Linked DNA regions of Rattus norvegicus: region 2 is linked to region 1. Evidence: chromatin contacts called from public Hi-C data. All regions are on one chromosome and are shown on one strand. The core of a region is the stretch at or near the end of the contact, and the rest is flanking DNA. Distances in the headings are between cores, read along the strand shown.

Evidence for each region. Hi-C and Micro-C count contacts between places; a contact is called where the count stands out from the background.
Region 2: a Hi-C map of frontal cortex shows a contact between it and region 1, with 1.5 times the contacts expected there. The contact joins two enhancer-like sites. A contact is called at or near these places in 2 of 12 Hi-C or Micro-C datasets (frontal cortex and mammary epithelial cells).

Annotation. Positions count from the first base shown.
Region 1 is chr7:116,074,571-116,082,461 of GRCr8, forward strand. No RefSeq gene overlaps it. Among named protein-coding and RNA genes, the nearest start is that of Nfam1, 23 kb to the left of the region's middle. Within about 2 kb of position 3,136, at least 45 of the 93 cell types and tissues checked have an H3K27ac peak or open chromatin away from gene starts, as enhancers often do.
Region 2 is chr7:116,212,135-116,220,025 of GRCr8, forward strand. No RefSeq gene overlaps it. Among named protein-coding and RNA genes, the nearest start is that of Cyb5r3, 12 kb to the left of the region's middle. Within about 2 kb of position 2,982, at least 47 of the 93 cell types and tissues checked have an H3K27ac peak or open chromatin away from gene starts, as enhancers often do.

The sequences.
Region 1 (7,891 bases), core at 1,886-4,385:
ACATCAGCCCTACTCAAGGTGACTGTAGATGTGAGACCTGCGGGGCTGCGCCGCGCTCCTGGCACACCGAAGGTGGGGTTCTATGTATGTGACTCAATGCTAAGACTGAGCAACAGATGCACGCCCTACACTGCGTGTAGCACGCCTGGCTCACGGCCAGCACTCAGTTAATGACCCGTGACGATCCCTGCTTGTACATAAGGAGGAGTCACAATTCACAACAGAAAGTTGCAGGATTTAAACCTGTTTGCTGGGTGCTTGCCACTGTGCCTGCCCGCACCCTGCCGCCTCATGAATTCATCTTGAGGAGTGGCACCAGTGGCACCAGAAATGCCTGCACCCCATGCTCCCGTTTAACTGAGATGTGGGGGAGGGCCGAGAACAGAAATGTATGTCTTTATATTAAAGAAGCAGAAAAAGAACAACGTAAAACGAGGACTACAAGTCTCTGTCCCACACGTCCCCACAGAGGTGGGGAGAACGGAGCTAGCCTTCTCTAAATAATGCTTGCCTATTGATTCCTTTTGGATCTATGTGGTTGCTTTGTTCAATTATAAACCACAGCGAGGCTGTGGATCATGGGCAGGGCACACTTAGCATGTCTGTCTGATCCTAGCACTGCAGGGAAAGATTATAAACCCCAATAAAATTGAAATGAAAAATACAGTCCCCCCTTTTAAAAGAGCAAAATGAAGTGTGCATACACACACACAGGTGTAACTGTGTAGAAAACTGGTGGCTCCTTTTCTCAGACAGAAAGTATTTTGAGGTAATAATAATTTGACCATGCCTTGGAATCCCAAGACATGTTCAAAAGCGGGGAGGGGGGAACCTTCAATTGCTTTTAGTAACCATATTGCCAGCAATCAAACTGGCATCATTCTGAAATACAGGATGTAAATTCAACATACAATATAATGTAATATGATGCATGTTGTGTAATTTATTACATACAAACATATATGGATACATTAAATAAGAAATTATGTTAGAGGATTTAGGAAACAATATTTTCAGCGTGAGAGAGATAAAGGAACAAATATGCAGGATGCAGAAATCCTGACATGAACTCGGCCATGTCACCTCAGACTCCAGATGAACATCGAAAGCTGATCTAAGTATATAGGTGTGCAGAAATTATCGATCGTGGCTTCCACCTCTCCAGGACTGAGCCCAGAGACTGCGGCTCCCTGCAGAGACCTCTCCAGAGATTTACTAACCCCCCTCCTCCTCCCTGGTGCTGTGCTTAATAAACCAGCTGGGTTTCCCAGCTGCTGGTGGTCCACCAGAGTGCACAGCCCACATGGTTCTTGCTTTTCTGTGAGCGTGTATATCAGTCTTTTTAGTTCCCCATTGTCCCAGCCGGGGCAACCCCAAAGCCGAGGAGGTCTTGGCATGAATATAAAATCAGACAGCATCTGCATAAACCCTGCCATCCTAAATTTAATCTGGAAAACAAGCATAAATTCATATGGTTTCTCTGTCTCTGTCTCTCTGCCTCTCTGTCTCTGTTTCTCTCTGTGTATGTCTGTCTGTATGTGTCTGTGCTGTCTATCTGTCTTTTTCTTTTTCTTTTCTTTTTTTTTTTTTGAGACAGTCTCATGTGGCCCAAACTGGCTCCCATTCACTATAGACCCAAAGATAAATTTGAACTCTAAAAAAAAATTGTGTTACTTTAATTATATGCAGCAATGTATGTCTGCACGTGGGAATGAGTGTGTAATTTGTCAGGCTTGGTGGTAAGTGCCTTTACCCACTGACCCGTCCTACTGACTCCACCCGATGTCTCCTAATATGTCTGCCTAAATCAAGGACATAGCGGTTCCACACGCAGATCTGAACTTACTGTGGGTTTCATGTGGAATCAGTTCTTGAGTATTAAAGGCCCTGACTTTGCCTCTTTCTGTGTCTACTCTACTAAGACCCAAAAGAAGGAGAACCATTCCCAGTGTGAGACTGGATCAAAATTCAAGTTCAAAAGCGTATGGGCCAGAACTGGGACCTGGCAGAAGCTGAGCGGCTCCATCCAGATCATCCTCAGCCCCACAGTGAGTTCAAGGTCACCCTAGACTACAGGAGCATTTGTCTCAATAAACACACACGCCCGAGCTAACCAGAAAACCAAAGCCATGGCTGACATCTGTGCTGCTGAGCCTGAACTGGATGCTAAAGACCTCTCAGAAGAACTCCGACTGGGGCTGTGCTTTTTCCGGCCCAGGATGGGCGCGAGGATGCGTGGGCACGTGGGCATTTCTGCCCCTGACTCTGTTTCATTGTCGTATGGGCAGAAGTGTGTACAAAGCAGCCCCAAACTGCTCCTGCTGTGCTGAAAATGAAAGCAAGCAGTATACTCCGCACTACTTTTTTTTTTTTTTTTTTTTGTGGCGGGAGGGAAGGGGGAGGGGAACAGGAGAAAGGAGGGGGATAGGGGAAGGGAGGGGGAGAAGGATGATGGAGAAGGAGAAGGGAGAGAGAATGAGAGTCTGTGAAGGACAAAAAACTTTCAGGAATCAATTCTCTCCTCCTCATGAGGGAGGGCTCAAATTTAGGTCCTCTGGGTCGGCATGGGCAGCAAGACCCTGTGTCCATTGAGCCATTTCGCCAGTCCCTAGACCACTGCCGCTTCCCTCTCTCGCTGGTATCCTCTTTCCTTTTTAAAGCCATTCTACTTACATATCAAGTAGAAATGTAGTTTTGTAAAGGGACCAGTCTTCTCTTTCAAGCCAAATGAGGGTGCTCCCCCCACGCCCTCTCCGCTGCCCCTCCTCTCATCTCAGGGCTCTTGCTCTAGGGCTCTAGGAGGCCGGATCTGTTCAGCAGCTCTGATTGATAACACAAATCACCCCGGAGGCTCTGAGGAAGGAACTCGGATGTCAGCTGGAGGTGCAGTGGGAGCCGCGGCCCTGCCCCCACATCGTTTATTCATTCACCGCATGGCAAGCTCCGAAGGGCCGGAGCAATTCCATCAGCTCTCAGAATTGGCACACGGCGAGCCTCCTCTCCCCGGACCACCGCGCTGCCATAAATAGACACCACGTGGCCTCCTTTTATGATAAGGTTAGGGGGAAACGAGTGCGTGGGGAGAGGCCGGCGGGAGAGTGGCAGCTCCGAGTCACAAGGATAAAGCCTGCGCAGCATCGCTCCTCTCGCCTGGGGCGGGATCAGAAGCGGGAGCCGAGTGGCAGCCGCTGGGCTCCCCAGGCGCTTCCTTTGGTGGTTCCCTGACTCCCAGCAGCGGTTCCTGCCCTCAGCCATCTTCATCACTCCTGCTGGGGCTGCAGACGCCCTGCCTTGCCAGGCGTTGTGGCTCCCCCGGCTCATTTTCTGATAGAGCTGTCAGTTTTTATTGCTGATAGGAGAAATCATTTTCTCTCTTAGCTGAATGTTAATTGGCCTTTTCCTCTCTCATTCAGTGAGAACATGTAGTCCCCTTGTCTATTCATCACCGTACCCCCCGTGCCCCCCCAAGGTAGAAGAAGCATTCTAGAAAGACAAGGACAGTGGTTCTTGCTAAATTACTAATTGTTAATTCAGAGGTTAAGAAGAAGCTACAGGAGAGTGGAAGGAAGGGGTGGGGGAGCTATAACCACACTTTTGAAGTCTCCAGGAGCCTACTGTGTACTATATATGTTCTCATTGGCTATAGAGGGCCCAAGGATCAATAGGGGGGATGGGTAAAGTCAAATGCGGAGGGGCCAGGTACTAAGCCAGCTCCTGATGCTTCAGAGATGACAAAGACTAGTCAGAGACAACCTGACAAACTGATGGGTCAGTACGTTGTGACTGGAGCAGCGGCAGAAATAGGTAGTCAGAGAAACTTGCCAGTAAGGACAAAGTTAGAAACTCAGACTCGAAAACACCCAGGAACTGGCTGGGAGGAGGCTGTAGTCCGGATGTCCCAGTTAGGAAAGGTGGTGCAAGTCATAGATGCGGCAAAACAGGGCAGCATACTGGACACGTCAGAGTAGGGTTGTTGCCCCGTTCCTATAATTCTCCTATTCTTTTTTTTTTTTTTCCGGAGCTGGGGACCGAACCCAGGGCCTTGCGGTTGCTAGGCAAGCGCTCTACCACTGAGCCAAATCCCCAACCCCAATTCTCCTATTCTTAAAAAGTAAACTGGTGGGGCTTGGCGGTTGAAAATTCGGAGTGCTTTCGCAGAGGACCATTTGATTCTCGGCACCCACATGGCTTCCAACCACCTGTAACTCCCATTCCAGGGGCTCTGACGCCCTCTTCTGGCCTCTGTTAGTACTGTATGCATGTGGCGTATAAACATGCACGCAGGCAAAATACCCATACACATAATTTTTAAAAATTAAGCGAACAATGGGCTGGAGAGATGGCTCAGTGGTTAAGAGCACTGCTCTTACAGAGGTCCTGAGTTCAAATCCCCGTAACCGCATGGTAGCTCACAACCATCTGCAGTGAGATCCAATGCCCTCTTCTGGTGTGTCTGAGGACAGCCACAGTGTACTCATATATAATAAATAAATAAATCTTTAAAATTAAGTAAACAAACCAGGGGTGGCAATACCTGTAATCCTATTGTTTGGGAGACTAAGCCTGAATGACAAGTCTGAGGCCAATCTGGCCTACATAGTGAGACTCCCCTTCTCATAAAGGAAAGGAAATGGGGGTGGGAGGATAACCTTATGAAGATTTAACTGACAGACTGTAAAACGTGTCTACTTAAAGTATACAACTCAATGTTTTTAGCACTTTTACAAAGCTGTGTACCCACAGCTAACTCCAGAACATTCTATAGGGAAGTTTTCTGAACTCGGCTTTGTTAACGACAGGGCTCCCAATGAAATGGTGCTGTCTCTTGTCAGTTTGACAGCAGAGCCAAGCGATGGTTTGGAGGGGAGTGAGCCAAGGACAGGAGCCATAGCACAGCAGGGAGTGTGAGCAGGACCAAAGATTTGTGTGGCAACAGGGGGGACATTTACTTATCTCTTATATTCTTCCTTGCCAAAAAAAAAAAAAAAAAACCAAAACTGGGCTAGGTCCGTTCAAGCTATTTTTGCTGGCTGGCTTTTTTAGTAACAGCCATACAAATCAGTGTGATAGATTATGTTGCCTCTTTGCAACGAGAGAGAGAGAGAGAGAGAGAGAGAGAGAGAGAGAGAGAGAGCAAAAAAGAAAGATAGAAAAATTGACAGAGGCTACAATGCAGAAAAATGAAGGATTCTGGGCTGGAGAGATGGCTCAGTGGTTAAGAGCACTGACTGCTCTTCCAGAGGTCCTGAGTTCAATTCCCAGCAACCACATGGTGGCTCACAACCATCTGTAATGGGATCCGATGCCTCTTTCTGGCGTGTCTTAAGACAGCGGCAGTGTACTCATAGAAATAAATAAATGAATCATTAAAAAGATGGCAGGATTCTGAAGTTTCTACAAAATGGGAACAGCCCAGCGCACTGACCTTCAGTTTAACACAGCAAAACCCACTTTGGTACCTCTGGCTCTGCCAAGGTAGCTCTCTGACCTCGGAAGCTCTGCAGGGCACCAATCAGACTGACAGTGTAATGGGGTTGGGGGCGGGGAGCCCGGGGTCTGGAGCAGGTTTGTCTCTGTGTAGTGCAGGCAGGAGATCCATTCAAGTTCAAGGCCCTTAGTTAGGGAAAGGGTTGGGAGCTGTGTGAACCCTGCAGCATCCTTGGGGACACAGGCATCTGGTGTCAGCACGATGCTCACACCAGTCTATGCTTATTTTATGTGTGTGGGTGTTTTGCCTCTATGTCTGGTTTTTTTGTTTGTTTGTTTGTTTGTTTGTTTTTCGGAGCTGGGGACCGAACTCAGGGCCTTGCGCATGCTAGGCAAGCGCTCTACCACTGAGCTAAATCCCCAACCCCGACCTCTATATCTGTCTGCTCAACACATGCGTTAGGTGCCCAAGGAGGCCAGAAGGGGTGTGAGATGTCCTGGAACTGCAGTTCCGATGCTGTGAGCTGCCATGCAGGTGCTAGGAACCAAACTGGAAGAGCAGCCAGTGCTTTATCCACTAAACCACTCTCCAAACCTCTCTCTCTCTCTCTCTCTCTCTCTCTCTCTCTCTCTCTCTCTCTCTCTCTCTCTCTCTCTCTCTCTCATTGTAATCAGGAAAGAAAACCCCAAACCAACCTTCATAGTAAACGGGATGTAGACAAAAATCTCTGACTACACTCATGTGAACTCTCCACCTCACCACACAATGCCACAGAAGTACCAGGTAAAGGAAAAAATTAGCCGGATAAGATAGAAACAAACAAATAAATAAATAAATAGCCTGTCAGTGCATGGCTGAGTTAGCCAGCAAGAAAAAAAAAAAATGGCATCCCAAGGGACCAGAAACAAAGACGGGGAAAATCAGAGGGATGATCACGTGATACAGGCCCCACAGTGCCTTGGGGGAAGGATGTAAAGAGGAGAGAAGAGAATCAGAGGCAGTTACTCGGGGCCTTGGTTCCAGAATCTGTGTTAAGACTGGAAACAAGATCTTGGGCTGATGGGAGGGAAAGAGCTGAAAGTACGCCTCTTTGCAAAGCTAGACTCCTATGAGAGCCAATCTCTCAGCAAAGAGTAAGCTAGGGGAAAAAAAGAATCCTTCCCCCACCCCCCACCCCCCTACCCCCCACCCCCGGCATAGAATGATAAGGGGGAAGCTTGATTATCATGGCACAGGCAGAGAGCAGTGAGGAGTTTAAAAAGAAAAAAACACCCCCGAATCCAAACCTTAGCTCAAGCTTTGTGGGGGCACGTAAGGTCCAAACGTGTGCTCCGTGTATGTCCTGGGATTGTAAGCCAAGAGAAGAAAAGGCTATCAGGCAGGCGATAGCCCTGGGCCGCCTGGTTCAGCAGACGGAATGGGCTCTGACGAACACGGTCAGCTCCCGGCAGCAGGAGATGCCCACAGGGAAGCGGGTTATCCCCAACCATGTGCTTTATAATATCAAATCCGCATTCAGCGGTCATCTTAACCGTCAATAGAGCCCAAATAAAGGCTACAGACTCGGAACTGTGAGACGCCAGAACAGCGGGCTGAAGGGACATAAAGGAGGACTATTTACAGCGACTAAAAACCCAGATAAAAGATTCACACATCCGAGAGAAGAACAGCACACAGTAGGCAAGATGGCTCGGCTGGTGAGGGCACTACAGCCCAGCATCAGCACCCAAGTTCGCTCATGCCAGAAGGAGAAATATCAACAACACACGCTGGGCAGTGACGGCACACGCCTCTGATCCCAGCACTCAGGAGGCAGAGGGAGAGGGGTCTCGGATTTCGAAGACAGCCTGGTCTATAGAGTGAGTTCCAGGGCAGCCAGAGCTACACAGAGAAACCCTGTCTTGAAAAACCCAGAAGCGGGGGTGGTGGTGGGGGAGAATAACACATTATTAAATGAGAATAAACACACTTGTTGGTTGGGCTTTTGGTTTTTTCATTTATTTGGTTTGGGATTTTGGAGACATAGTCTCATTGTGAATCTCTGACTGGCCTAGAACTATGTAGACCAGGCTGGCCTCATACTGCCTGCCTCTGCCTCCTGAGTGCTGGGGTTAAAGGCGTGTACCACCATATCCAGCACTCCACCCCATCCCCCCCTTTTTTTTCTTTTCTTTCTTTTTTTTTTTTTTTTCCTTTTTCTTTTTTTCGGAGCTGGGGACCGAACCCAGGGCCTTGCATTTGCTAGGCAAGCGCTCTACCACTGAGCTAAATCCCCAACCCCAATCCCACCCCCCTTTTTTGAGGCAGTATTTATTTACTATGTATACAGCTTTTGGTCTGCATGTCAGAAGAGGGTACCAGATCCCATTACAGATGGTTGTGAGCCACCATGTGGTTGCTGGGAATTGAACTTGGGACCTCTGGAAAGGCAGTCAGTGCTCTTAACCACTGAGCCCTCTCTCC
Region 2 (7,891 bases), core at 1,732-4,231, 140 kb after region 1:
CAGTGGTAGAGCGCTTGCCTAGCAAGCTCAAGGCCCCGGGTTCGGTCCCCAGCTCCGAAAAAAAGAAAAGGAAAAAAAAGATTTATTTATTTATTATATATGAGTACACTGTAGCTGTCTTCAGACACACCAGAAGAGAGCATTGGATATCTTTACAGATAGTTGTGAGCCACCATGTGGTTGCTGCGAATTGAACTCAGGACCTCTGGAAGAGCAGTTGTCGCTCTTAACCGCTGAGCCTGAGCCGTCTCTCCAGCCCAAGAGGAGGACTTTCTTTCTTTTCTTTTCTTTTTTTTTTTTTTTTTTGGTTCTTTTTTTCGGAGCTGGGACCGAACCCAGGGCCTTGCGCTTCCTAGGCAAGCGCTCTGCCACTGAGCCAAATCCCCAACCCCAGAGGAGGACTTTCTAAGGTGAGCACTGGAACAGAGGCTGGAGGGAGGTGTGGGAACAACTCTAGCAGATAACTGGGGAAGAGTGGTCCTGGCCATAAGAAGAGAACCTTTGGAGCTGGTGAGTTGGCTCAGCGGTTAAGAGCACGGGTTGCTGGGGTTCGACTCCCAGCACTGACATGGCAACTCACGATTGTCTGTAACTCCAAGATCTGACACTCTCACACAGACATACATGCAGACAGAACACCAATGTACATAAAATAAAAAGAAATCTTATTCTTAAAAAAGGAGGCTGGAGGGGTTGGGGATTTAGCTCAGTGGTAGAGCGCTTACCTAGGAAGCGCAAGGCCCTGGGTTTGGTCCCCAGCTCCAAAAAAAAGAACCAAAAAAAAAAAAAAAAAAAAAAAAGGAGGCTGGAGAGACGTCTCAGCGGTTAAGAGCACTGATTGTTCTTCCAGAGGTCCTGAGTTCAAGTTCCAGCAACCACATGGTGGCTCCTAACCATCTGTAATGGGATCCCATACCCTTTTCTGGTGTGCCTGAGGACAGCGACAGTGTACTCACATACATAAAATAGATCATCATCATCATAATAACCTGTTTTTGTCACTTTGAATTTTTATATTTGCAAAGGTCTTATGCTCCCAGCAAGCACTCTCACTCTTAGGGAGATACCAAAGGTCACCAAAGATTTGGCAAGGTGGCACATGCCTTTAATCCCAGCACCTGGGAGGCATATGCAGGCAGATCTGTAAGTTTCGAGACCAGCCTGGTCTACAGAACGAGTTCCAGAACAGCCAGGGCTACATAAAGAAACCCTGTCTTGGGGCTGGAGAGATGGCTCAGCGGTTAAGAGCGCCCGACTGCTCTTCCAGAGGTCATGAGTTCAATTTCCAGCAACCACATGGTGGCTCACAACCATCTGTAAAGAGATCTGATGCCCTCTTCTGGTGTATCTGAAGACAGCTACAGTGTACTTATATATAATAAATAAATAAATCTTTTAAAAAAAAAAAAGAAACCCTGTCTTGAAAAGTCAAAAAAAAAAAAAAAAAAAAAAAAAAGCTCAGAAGACATTACATTGGACTCGGTGTTTCCGTTAAAGCATCTGTTCAGGGCTTCCCATATGTGATGGATGTTGTAACTCACAGCGATAGGCTGTGGATTACAACTGGGGAAACTGAAGGAGATGGCACCAAGTTTTGCCACGCAACTGGAGGGGAGCTAGAGGAGACAGGAAGCCAGGTTGGCAGAATTGAGCCCCTGCAACTGGCCTAGCAGGAGGAAGCTATTCTAAAAGAGACACTGGTGTTCCCCTCCCACCACCAGGCGGTTGAGAGAACGGTCCTCAAGGAATTGAAATTTCCCCCCAGAAATCTCCTGGCAGGGGAGGGAAAGGATGAAGCCTGGTACCAGCCCGAGGAGGAGCTTGTCTCCCAGAAAGAGATTCCACAGTTCTGATGTTTGTCAGACCACCTCCCAGGAAAGACTGATGGGCAGGGCCACACCTCTACCTGCTTGTTCTGGCTAAATCTCACATCAGGACCAGGAGATGGTGAATATGCGGTGGGGGTGGGAGGTGTCACTGTATTGCTGGAAAAAAACCAAGGTCCTTTTTTGGGGGTTCTTAGTCTCATTGTTAAAAGAATTTACCAACAGACTCCAAAGGAAGCTCAAGGACAATTTTATTAGAGATTAAGAGGAAAACAAGGCAGGCAAGCAGTAAGTCTCAGCAGGGACCAGAAGGAAAATGGAGAACACTGCACTGACTTTGATGGAGATTGAAAGGCAGCCACATAGCAACAGGAGAAGGGGGCTTCAGAGAGAGCTCGGAAGAGCCCAAAGCACCTTGGAAAACACTCTCCGGCCAGTATCCAGAAGAAAGAGAAGTATATAAGAGGAAAAAAAAAAAAGGAACGATTCCACTTTTCTGAGCAACTCAAAAAGTGGAAAAGAAATAAGGCGGAAATTCGGCCAGTGGCTAGAAGCGGCGGCCTAAGAGAAGGGACTTCTGGGCGGGGCCAAGCAGTGGTGGGGCGAGGAGTGTATTATCTCCTGGCGGCGAATCATTAGCTCTGGGAGGAGCTGGGAGCCCCTCTTAGGTTGCTTAGAATGCCTGGTCTCCACCAGGGATAGAAATGGGACTTAGAACAAAGTCCAGATCACTCTACCCTTGTATGAACGCCATAAAAAGCCTTATACTATAAGGTAATTTAAATGTCAAGGGACGGCAAAGCCGATGTCAACATTTCTAGCGCTACCAGGGAAACAGGAGGTTCTGGAGTTACTATAGCAACTGGACCTCTTTGTCAGTAGTCCCTCTTCTCGCTGACCTCATTGAAATAGTCGCCTTTCTCCGCTATTCTTTGCCACTTTGTTACAGCTGCCGAGACAAATGACCCTAAAACCCCAGCTTCTGAGTCTCTGTCTCTCTTTGTCTTTCCCTCCCTCGCCCTCCCCGCCTTTTGAGACAGGATCTTCCTATAGAGCAGGCTGTCCTGGAACTCAGCGATCTCCTGCCTCTGCTTCTCAAGTGCTGGGACTAAAGGCATGCTCAGCCACGCTGAGCTCCTAGCCACATTCTTAACAGGGTGTGGCTCTGGTAGACAGAACCCTAATTCAAACTAGCTGCGTAGGAAGGTCGTGGGATGGCTCATCAACTGGAAGGAGAATCCTTGGGAGGGGGCCAGGGTCCCTCTTTCTCCTCTCCCTCTCTGAGTAGGGAGCCCCAGCTCTTCCACCAACATGGGCATCTTCCCACCTGGGTCCTGCCATAATTTGGGTCAGGGAAGCGAATAAGGGGGGGGGGGGGAGATCTGCAGGAAAAACTCTGATTGGTCTGTTTTGTCACGTGTCCATCTTGGGCCATATCAATGGTGCCTAGAAGTTGGCATCCTTAACTGGCTCCGTTTAGGTCAGGTGATCGTTCTTCATTAGTGGGGGTGGGGTTAAGAGGGAGATCCAGAAACTCCCTGGGACCAAGGTAGTGGGGCCTGTGGGCCTGGAATGTCTGCAGAAGGACCTGTATAGCCAGGGCCACCGAGGAGGGAGAAAGGCTAGAAAGGAAATCACTACTACTGGGTTCTGGGTTCTCCTTTAGCAGGCTGTGTGACTTTGAGCCATGGAGAGATGGGCAGAAGCTTAGAAGCCTGAGAGACAGAAAGAGAGACAGAGGAGGGTGAGGGGAGGAGGAGAGAGGGAGAGGAGTAAACAAAGTTTTGATTTTCTGCGAATAGAAAGAGACCCGGAAGTGCAGCCGGCAGTGGCGGCTTTGGCTCAGGTCACAATCTCAGATGCTGATCTTCAGTCTGGGGTTTGTGCTTGCCCTGTTTCTCTCCTGCCCTTTCCCTTGCTTACATTGGCAAAATGCTGAACAGCCTAGCTGGGAGCAGACTCCCTTGCGCACCCTGGGAAGGGCTCTGAGAGCTCAGCATCATTTTCACCCAGGGAAGGCTTGTAGGTCTGAGAGACCCCTCTTCACACTTAGGATGCTTTTGGGCAGCTAGAGAAGACACTAGGAATGAACAGTCCTGGGTTTCGTGACTGTACAGGGCTCAGCAACAGGTAAGGGAACGCCTTACCTGAGAGGGGCTTTCCAGGTAAACTAGGACCCAGAGAAAGGAGGATGGCTGGGAATTGCTTAACTTAAAGCACTCCTCTCTAATTTGCATATAGATACTTGAAGTGAGCCCCAGCAGAAACTGTAGAGGATGAGTGAACCACAGCCATGTGCCCCTCACGTAGAAACTCCTGAGACAGAACTAACTGCACCAAGTTGAGATCAGCCTGATACTGGAGGCTGCTACTTAGAAAACAGGGGCTGTTTGTTTCTTCGTGTAAAATCCATGCTCAGCACACAAATGAAACCTCTTGCAGTCCTCATACCAACTCTAGGAGGTGGTGGGAAAGCCTACATCCTAGGCTTCTCTGCCTTAGGTGAGAGGGACAGAGAGAGAGAGAGAGAGAGAGAGAGAGAGAGAGAGAGAGAGAGAGAGAGAGACAGAGAGATCCCTCGAGGGAGGAGCCTGCTCAATTTACACAGCCTCACAGCAATCACCAGCTGACACCCCCATTTATTTATTTATGTATTTATTCATTCCCTCCCTCTGCCCCTCCTCCCCCCTCCTCATCTTCCTCTTCCTCTTCTTGGTTTTCAAGACAGGCTTTCTGTGTCCTGGAACTCACTCTGTAGATTAGGCTGGCCTCAAATTCATAGATCCACCTGCCTCTGCCTCCTGAGAGCTGGGATTAAAGGTGTGTGCCACACCGTACCTATTTAATGTTCTTACGTGTGGCTATACACACTAGCTTCTTCTACAGCACAGCCTATGGAGTCACAAATCCACCATAATCATTCCCAGTTTTTCAGGCAGGGAAACCGAGTCAAGGAGAGGCCAGGTACTAGGGTGACACCCTATTTCTTTCTTTTTTAACATTTATTTATTTTATGTATATGAGTGCACTGTAGCTGTCTTCAAACACACTAATAAAGGACACTGGATCCCATTACAGATGGTCATGAGCCACCATGTGTTTGCTGGGAATTGAACTTAGGACCTCTGGATGAGCAGTCAGTGCTCTTAACTGCTGAGCCATCTCTCCAGCCCCCAACACACCCCATTTCTTAATCAGTATTGATTGCACTTCCCACTTTTTCTTGCCTTCTTTTCTCTCACTCTTTTTTTTTTTTTAAACTTGGGGCTGGAGGGATGGCTCAGCGGTTAAGAGCACTGACTGCTGGGGTTGGGGATTTAGCTCAGTGGTAGAGCGCTTGTCTAGCAAGCGCAAGGCCCTGGGTTCGGTCCCCAGCCCCGGGGGTGGGGGGGGGAAGAGCACTGACTGCTCTTCCAGAGGTCCTGAGTTCAGTTCCCAGCAACCACATGGTGGCTCACAACCATCTGTAATGAGATCCGATGCCCTCTTCTGGTGTGTCTGAAGACAGCTACAGTGTACTCACATAAAATAAATAAATAAATCTTTTTTAAAAAGCTTAATTTGATTTAACATGTACAAACGCTTTGCCCGAATACACGTCTGGGCATCATGGGCCTGCCTGATGCACACCAGAGACCAGAAGAGGCTGGTGGATTCCCGAAACTGGAGTTGTACAAAACGGTTTGTAGCAACACCTAGGTGCTGGAAATCAAACCCAAATCCTTTGGGAAGAGCAGCCAGCGCTCTTAACCTCAGAGCCATCTTTCCAGCCTCCCCGTCACCATTTCTCCCATTTTACTGAGTGCCTGTTATAGTCCTCACAGCCCAGTAATGTCTAAGATGGACACACAGCAGGTGGCTGGCCAGACACGACAAGAGGGGACTAACTTGGAAAAGTACCTTTTGCTAACTGTGTGACCTGGAGCAACTGACCTAGCACTTGGACTCTCTGTGACTCAGTTTCCCCACCTGTAAAATGGGAATGATTATGGTGAGTTCATGACTCCATAGGCTCCAGTTTGGTGTGCTGTGGAAGAAGCTAGTGGGTACAGCCACACCTAAGAATAGGAAATAGGCATTGTTTGGATATGTTTTATTGTCTTGAAATAGGATCTCTTCTTTGAACTTTTTAAAAAGATGTAGTGTGTGTGTGTGTGTGTGTGTGTGTGTGTGTGTGTGTGTGTTTCAAAATGGAGTCTGTAGCAAACCTGTAGGATATTTTCTTAATTAGTGATCGATGGGGGGAGGGGCGACGTACCACATTGTGGGTGATGTCATCCCTGGGCAGGTGGTCCTAGGTTCTATAAGAAAGCAGGCTGATGGGGTTGGGGATTTAGCTCAGTGGTAGAGCGCTTGCCTAGCAAGCGCAAGGTCCTGGGTTCAGTCCCCAGTTCTGGAAAAAAAAATATTAAAAAAAAAAAAAGAAAGAAAGCAGGCTGAGCAAGCCATGGGGAGCAAGCCAGTAAGCAGCACCCCTCCATGGTGTCTGCATCAGCTCCTGCCTCCAGGTTCCTGACCTTCTTGAGTTTCTGTCCTGACTTCCTTCTGTGATAAACGGTGATGAGGAAGAGTGAGCCAAATAAACCCTTCCTTCCCAGTTTGCTTGTGGTCATGGTGTTCTATCACAGTAACAGTAACTCTAATGAAGAGACCGGTTTGCTTCCCTATCAAGTCATTTATCAGAAAGCCTCAAAGAAATTTCAGATCAGTTCAACACAATGCAAGCTTGACTCTTTATTGGCTGTGGCACTGGAAAATCCAAGAGGTTTAGACTTCCTGACTTTGGCCCCTGGAGATACCTACACCCTCTCCCAGGAACAGTGCTGAACAAGTCTCTACCTCAGTTTAAACTCTTGGACCCTCCCTCATGGCTCCTCCCCTTACTCTGCCCATTTCTCCTTATTACACACACACACACACACACACACACACACACACACACACACCTCTGAATTTCCCATGGACAAAGCAAGTTCAAGGCCACCAGAGTTTACCCTGAGGAGACGAGTTCACTAGGCTCACTTATAGATCCTGGGTGACCTCAAAGCATGGATGAAAGCCTCCTCATAGCCCCATAGAAGGACAGAGTCCTGCTTCAGTTAACACACACACACACACCCCTATATCACTTCTGTTCTGGGTCTGGTGCCCTGCTCTGTGCCCAGAGGGAACCTGGACCCCTGTCCTTCTGCAGAGCTCCCCTTTTCTCCTTTGCCTCACAGTAGCAAGGGCTTTTGTTCCCCAACTGCTTTTTGCTGGCCAAATCCTCTCTTGCAATTCAAACATCAAGCTGTTATTCAATCTGGGAAACAGGAGAACACAAAGAAGCATTGTAGCTGAATGGAGGGGCTGAATGGAGTCCTGTGGGAAAACCTTCACCTAGGCAAGTTGGGCTGCAGAGAGCCTGTGCTGTTAAGAGCATGTGCTGTTCTAGAAGACCCGAAGACCCAAAGACTGGAGTTTGTTCCAAGCTCCCATATCTGGCTGCCTCTTCCTCTTCCTCCTCTTCCTCCTCCTCCTCCTCCTCCTCTTCCTCCTCTTCTTCCTCCTCCTCCTCCTCCTCCTCCTGCCTCCTCCTCCTTCCCTTCTTCTTTCCTCCATAGGCACAAGCTCATACATGAAGTAAGTAAATAAATACATTATTTATTTATACCTCTTACCAGGCCAGGGGTGGTGGTGCACACCTTTAATCCCAGTACTGGGAAGGCAGAGGCAGGCTGTTCTCTGTGGCCAGCCTGGCGTACATAGTAAATGAGACCCTGCCCGAAAACAGTAACAACAAAAGACACCCGCAGGTTGAGGCTAGAGAGATGGTTGAGCAGTTGAAACCACAGCTCTTGAAGAGGGCCTGGGTTCAATTTCCAGCACCTACTGTCTGACAGCCATCTTCTGGCCTCTGCAGGCAAAATGGTCACACACATACGCTGCAGAATATTTGATCACACTGTGGGATAGTGAAATCTGGAAAAGACCTGTTTCTAGTTGTGGTGAGGTTCACACCTTTAATCCAAGAGCCTCCTGTTCACTGGAACAGGATTAAATAAAGTCAACCATAGGTCAAGAGG